Regions from separate parts of the Macaca mulatta genome. Here region 1 is linked to region 2. The links are chromatin contacts, called in public Hi-C maps. All regions are on one chromosome and are shown on one strand. The core of a region is the stretch at or near the end of the contact, and the rest is flanking DNA. Distances in the headings are between cores, read along the strand shown. Region 1 holds the start of CHMP3 (charged multivesicular body protein 3). Region 2 holds the start of RNF103 (ring finger protein 103).

What was found. A called contact is a pair of places that touch in the nucleus more often than the background predicts.
Region 1: a contact with region 2 is called in a Hi-C map of cortical neurons, with 2.7 times the contacts expected there. The contact joins the promoter of CHMP3 here to the promoter of RNF103 in region 2. A contact is called at or near these places in 5 of 14 Hi-C or Micro-C datasets (CD4 T cells, blood, cortical neurons and 2 more).

What each region holds. Positions count from the first base shown.
Region 1 is chr13:37,825,683-37,828,849 of T2T-MMU8v2.0, forward strand. It overlaps CHMP3 (charged multivesicular body protein 3), which reads left to right and starts at 1,410. Exons shown (of 4, transcript XM_077959079.1): 1 at 1,410-1,629. The coding sequence starts at 1,425.
Region 2 is chr13:37,767,326-37,770,747 of T2T-MMU8v2.0, forward strand. RNF103 (ring finger protein 103) reads left to right here and starts at 1,545. Exons shown (of 4, transcript NM_001266577.1): 1 at 1,545-2,330. The coding sequence starts at 2,105.

The sequences.
Region 1 (3,167 bases), core at 160-2,659, 58 kb after region 2:
AAAGGTTTCAGAAGATTCACACTATATTTAATAGTTGGTGTGAATCCTTTGAGACCTTTTCCCCTGAGGAAGTGAGAATGCGGGTTTAACTTTTCACAATGAACAGGTAGTGCTTTTTTAAAGAGAACTTTATTGAAGTATGATGGACATAAAATAAATTGCACATACTTAGTGTCCAACCTGTTAAGTTTTGATATTGTATACATCTGCGAAACCATCATCACAATCAAGATATTATCCATCATCCCCCTAAACTTCGTGTCTCTTTGTAACCCCTCTTTTCTGCTCCTTTCCGACCCCACTCCTATCCGCTAGCAACCGCCAATGTACTTTCTGTCACTACGTATTAGTTTGCATTTTCCAGAATGTTATATAAATGGAATCACACGATTCTGGCTTCTTTCGGTTGGCAGAATTATTTTGAGATTCATCCATGCTGTTGCATTTATAAACAGTTTACTCTTTTTTATTGCTCAGTACTATTCCTCCGTATGGATCAATCACAACTGGTTTATCCATTCTCTTGTTGATAGACATTTGGATTGTTTCCAGTTTACGGCTATTACAAATAGAGCTGCTATGAGCATTTGTGTACAAGTCTTTGTAAGAACGTATGCTTTTTTCCCTCTTGGGTAAATAGCTAGGAATGGAAGGCTGGCTTTGTTTAGCATTTTAAGAAATTGCCAAAATGTTTTCAAAGCTGCCGAACCCATTTTATGATTCCACCAGAGACAGGAGTATGGGGCTGAGGTAACAAATGGTCCCTTCACCATCTTCGATGAGGTAATGACAGTAACCATCAGCTCACCGTATAGGCCTAATCAGGGACTGTCCGTGCTAAAATGTGTCTAGTTCTCTTTAGTCAGACTCCTTTGAGAGTGTGATTAGGCTCACGGTCGGTGTGGCGTGTAGGACGGCACACACATGGACAAATGCTAGGCAGGAATCGCCCACGCTGTAAAGGGCGATGGCCTGAACAAAAACTACCGCAGTTGGGATGGAAAGGAGAGGGCTGAAGTTAGAATGGTTGGGAGTTGGTAGGAGGGGAGAGAGGAGGACGCCTAGGGTTTAGCGACCAGGTGATGGTGGTGCAAGCAGACGGGAGGAGTGGGTTGGCGGGAGGAAAAAGAGGCCATTTTTGGTTTGTCACCTGTGAGTCGCCTACTGGACACAAAGACGAAGCTGTCGGGAAAGTGATGGTAAGTGTACACGTCTGCGTGGAGATCCAGACTTCTGGTGCAACATCTAGGTTTAGGTGAAGTATCAGAAGCAGTTATAGTCAACACATTCGTATCTTTCAGAGCAATCATTTCTACACCCCACGAAAAACACCGAATCCGTGGTCTCCCCTACACAGACACGCCCAGAACATGCGCAATGACGTCAGCCTTGTTGACTAGTATCCCACTCACTCAATTCTGCGCATGCGTACCGCGCATGCGCACCATCCTCTACTGCGGCCGCTCCCTACTCTGGGCGTCGGCACTACCTCCCTCTCCGTGGGCCCCGCCCCGGCGGCTGCCCGTGACCTGCCTGGGCGCGGGGAACGGAAAGCCGGAAGGGGCAAGACGGGTTCAGTTCGTCATGGGGCTGTTTGGAAAAACTCAGGAGAAGCCGCCCAAAGAACTGGTAAGGGCTACGGCGGCGGCAGATAAGCGGGTGGATCTGTGTGGGGCGAACTGGAGTTGGTAATTGACAGGACACTCTTCTCCCCACCGCCTGCCCGATACCGACCGGCCCCCATTTCCGGGGCCTCCCACTCGACTGGGGGGCCCGGAGGAAGAGTCTTTAGGAGTTGGCTTTGGGGAGCGAGAGCTCCTGGTGCCACTCTCTACCAGGTAGCCGAGGGGTGGATGAAGAGTTTCTTCACCTCGCCACCGAGCGCGTAGGCAGCGACACCGTCCTGGCCTTGGAAACCCCTTCCCCCTGCGCGCGTTGGTACGACCCGCCCGGAACCTTTTCCCTGCGTAGGCCCCACCCCTCACGCCCGTCTGCGGACCCGCCGGAGAACCTTCCCTTGCCCGGAGCGTTGTTTGGAGCTGGCCGGGTCGCGTCTGCCGGAGGAGCGTGGCACCTGCCGCCTGTTCTCGGTCCTCCCCGTTGTGTTGAAAAGGAGACTGTTTCCTCTTTCCCCAGCCCTACAACCTTGTGTTGACCCTTGTTACATATTATAGCAGGGCAGGGACTCGACCCAGAAGGATGTTGCAGAAGATAGCTCCGGACCCAGCTTCGAATTCTCATTACCTATTAATTGAGATAATATTGGGAGGCAAGCAGTTGAAAGTTCCCTGCAGTCAGTCAACCTAAGTTTGAATCCTGCCTTTCCACATCTCACCTCTGTGATCTCTGGAAAGTTCACTTCTCAGTGCCTTAGTCTTCTCGTCTGTCAAGCCAAAATAATAGTAGTGTCATCTCAGAGTAATTGAAGATTCAGGGATGTAAAGTTTTCATATTCGTAGTTAGGGCTAATTCTTTAAATACGGCACAGCCTTGCTACTCAGGTGCCAACCAGCAGCATCAACATCACCTGGGAGCTTGTTAAATCTCCAGACCCACTGACTCCAGACCCACTGAGTCAGATTTTGAATTCTGACAGGCTCCCTAAGATGGGTGTGCACATCAGTGCTTTAAGAAGCACTGCTCTACCACACCTAGGTTTGTCCATAATGGAAAAAAAAATCCTGAAATCCTTTAATAAATGATCTTACCTGTTCAGCTCTAGCAGGCACATTTTAAAAACCAATCTTATGCATCTTGCAATTCCTGGCACATAATGTGCGTTAATGTAAATTTTTTGTTGTTGTTGTTAATCAAAGGCCCTAGAATAGTAGGCACTCATTTTCGTCAGGAAACTTACTCAGTTTTGCCTCTTGGTAAAATAGAAATCGTGGCGCTTAAATGAAATAACGGTGTAACATCACTTTGGAAACTATAGAACATTATATAGATGCACATTTTGTGACATCTGTATATTCTAAGATTCTTGTTATTGTAGGAGTGTGGTAGGGAGAGATTATTTATTGCCTTCAGTATTTGACCTTGGCATTGCCATTCGTAAATTGAGTTAAGATTATGGAGAAACAAAAAATCATAGGGAAATGGTTGCTTTACTGTTTAAACTAGTCTCCAGTATATGTATTACTATACTACTATAGTATATTATACAC
Region 2 (3,422 bases), core at 295-2,794:
GACAACCTGGTTCAATTTATGAACCCAACTCCTTCCTCCCTCAAGACTGACAGAGATTGAGGTAAAGAGTACGTTCAGCCCTGTTAAATTTATAAGCACAGAATCGGGTATCGCATGCTTGTCCATGTGACTATTTATTTTTATTTTATTTATTTATTTATTTCTGAAATGGAGTCTTGCTTTGTTACCCAGGCTGGATGTGGTGCAGTGGTAGGATCTCGGCTCACTGCAAGCTCCGCCTCCCGGGTTCACGCCATTCTGCTGCCTCAGCCTCCCGAGTAGCTGGGACTACAGGCGTCCGCCACCACGCCCGGCTAATTTTTTTTTTTTTTTTTTTTTTTTTTTTTTTTTTGTATTTTTAGTAGAGACGGGGTTTCACCGTGTTAGCCAGGATCATCTCGAACTCCTGACCTCGTGATCTGCCCGCCTCGGCCTCCAAAAGTGCTGGGATTACAGGAGTAAGCCACCGCGCCCGGCCCATGTACAAAATAAAGCACCCAGAACTTTGCACCTGGACGTATCAACATTCAACAACCTTTGTCCTAGGAACTCAGGGAGTTCACACCAGGCTTTTAACACCCCTGAGACTGAAGGAGGGAAAAGGCTATAACTGGCAGCGACAACTGGGCCTAGGATAACGCTAACTCCAGTTTTGGCCAAACCTCCTCCAACACACATGTGCAAAGCCATATTCTCATGAAGAGGGGGCAAAACATTTGCTTTCTGGGTTTAACCTTCTACCATCTCAAACCAACTGTGCCAAAAATTTCGCTGTTCACCAGGATTCATCAAAAAACGTATATTTCTATTTTTATCGATTTTAAGAGAATAATTAACTGCTCTATTTTTACAGAAAATACACAAAGTGATACAGTCCAAAGACTAATACTCAGACGAAATCAATTGCTAAACATTGGCGGGGCAAAAGAGGAGACCACGCAACAAAAGCACGGACAGGCAACTTTCGGCACCGCGGGAAGGCCCCGACCAGGCTGGGGCTCCGCCTCTCCTCCCACTCTCTGCTCGGTTGTCCAGGAGCCCCGCGGCTCCCCGAATTCCCCGCCCTCCGCCCCTGCGGGCCTGCCCTGCAGGCCCCGCCCCAGCCCCGCCTCGTCCCGACGTCAGTTGTTGTGTCTCAGCTCCGGCCGCGGCCGTCCCTGATCTACGGCTGTGGAGGCTACGGCCGCGGCCTCCGGAGGTGGCGGGGGTGCTGGGGACCCGTGCCGCGACCGGCGCCGCCCATCCGAGCGGGGCAGGCGCTGAGTGGCCGGGAGGCAGCCGGGTAGCCGCCTGGAGGAGCAGTCTCAGGGCCTGTTATTGGTTTTTTCCCACCGAGACCGATTCCCTCTGCAGGGACCGCGACGCCCCATCCTGGGCCGGGCCGCGGTGCCCGCCTGCCTGAGAGGCGCCGCCCGCCAGCCGGCCCGAGCTAACGTGGAGCCGCCGCCGTGCCCGCCGTGCTTCTCGCGGATCCTGGGCGGTCGGCGGGGCCTGGGGCCTGGGCTTCGGGCGCGGCGCTGCGGCGGTCGCTCCTCCCCGCGCAGGACACGCTGGGCCCCAGGCCTGGCCCGGCCGAGCGCCGCGCCCTCCTGACCCGCGGCCGCGGGAGTCCGGCCCCCACGGCCCCTCGGGCCCGGGCCTGCCGCCCGGATCTCCGGCTCCTGGCGAATCTGAGTTATTTTTTGGTCTCTCCCCCTCCCCCTTGAGATCGCGGCGCCGGAGGGCCGACCCCGCCACCTGGGTCAGTGTCCCCCGCAGAGGGAAGCGTCCCTCGTTTTCTTCCCGTGAGCTCTCCCCGCGCCCCTCGCCTCTCGGTGCTTAATGGATGGCGGTTGTGAGTTTTTCCCATTTATTTTTGTCGCCTCTTGACTGGGAGGCCCGGCGCGAGGCTCTGCGCCTCTGCGTCCCTCGTCGCCACCTCACGCCCGCGCAGATCCCGTCACCTGCCTCCCCGTCGCGGATGGCCGGCCAGTGACGGCGCCGGGTGGCCCGCGCGTGGACACGGGGCCCTCGCCCAAGCTGCCACCGAGCCGCTGCCTCCGCCCTCGACCCTTCTCTCTCCCGTATTCCGAGCTCTCTGGAAAGAGAGAAGACGCCAGGGAAGATGTGGCTGAAGCTTTTTTTCTTGCTCCTCTATTTCCTGGTCCTGTTCGTCCTGGCCAGGTTTTTTGAAGCCATTGTGTGGTATGAAACTGGCATCTTTGCCACCCAGCTGGTGGATCCAGTGGCGCTGAGCTTCAAGAAGCTGAAGACCATTTTGGAGTGCCGAGGGTTGGGCTACTCAGGGCTGCCTGAGAAGAAGGATGTCCGGGAGCTGGTGGAAAAGTCAGGCGAGTATCGAGCTTCCCCTAGGGCCCCCTCCACCTGGGAGAGGGGACGACCTGTACCTCCTGGTACCTGGCTGTTCCCCCAGAGTGAGGCCTTCCCTGGAAGGGTTAAAGCTGCCCAGGTTGCTTCGTCCAAGCTTTCTACAATCAAGTATGCGGATCCCAGCTTTGAGGAGGAGGCTGAAATTACTTGGAGGGGTGTTGGTGTATCCTTTTAAGGTTGTCGTAAAATGACAGTTTAAAGTGTGGCTTCTTAGCGTTGTTTACTAAGTTGAGTGATTTTCTCAAAATTCGGGAATATGAACTAGTTACAAACTGGAAAGCATTATTTGTCAGTTGAAGTTCATAAAAACGTAAGAAAAACTCCAAAACGTTGTCTGTCAATAGTAGTATTTGTCACGATAGTAATAATAAGGTACCCAGAGTGGGGACCCATCTTTGGAATACTTACTATCAGAGGCACTTGGGCCTAGGATTTGAATGTTAGTTAAATCATGAGTTTGAATATAGACAGTGTACACCGACTTTAAGTCTGAAAAGGCGAGTAAGTCTGAGTAAGATGAGCATTTTGTATAAATGCTTGCCATGTTCTAGTTTATATTATATTTCTGTTAGGATTTTTTTAAATTTGCATCTTGGATGTAAGAAAAAGTTTTTTTTTGTCTTCTGTGTCACAGGCACATTGTTTAATGGGTTGAGAAATATAAGTGAAATAGTCCTGAGAGAATATTCAATGTCTTAAATAATGTGTTTTTCGTAATTGTTGGTTTTGGTAGGATTGGGTGAGAAATATGATTACTTTTTTTCACTGCTGGACAAAGTATACCTTTGTTTGGATATACTTCCTGAAAGTGGAATGTAATTTGAGAAAGGCTTTCTGCGTTGCTGTAGGGAGCAGCTGAAACTGATGGTTATCTTTTTTTGTTGTTTCAAGTATTTCTGTCAGCTGTCTTTTACAAGACAAATCTTTTCCTTCTTTAGTACCCTATAGACATGTAGCGTGATAGACAAGAATATGAACTAGCTAGCAGTTTAACACTTGGATATTTGTAGGTTGTGGGTTATAAAACTCGTATCTCACTGTTAGGATAGAGG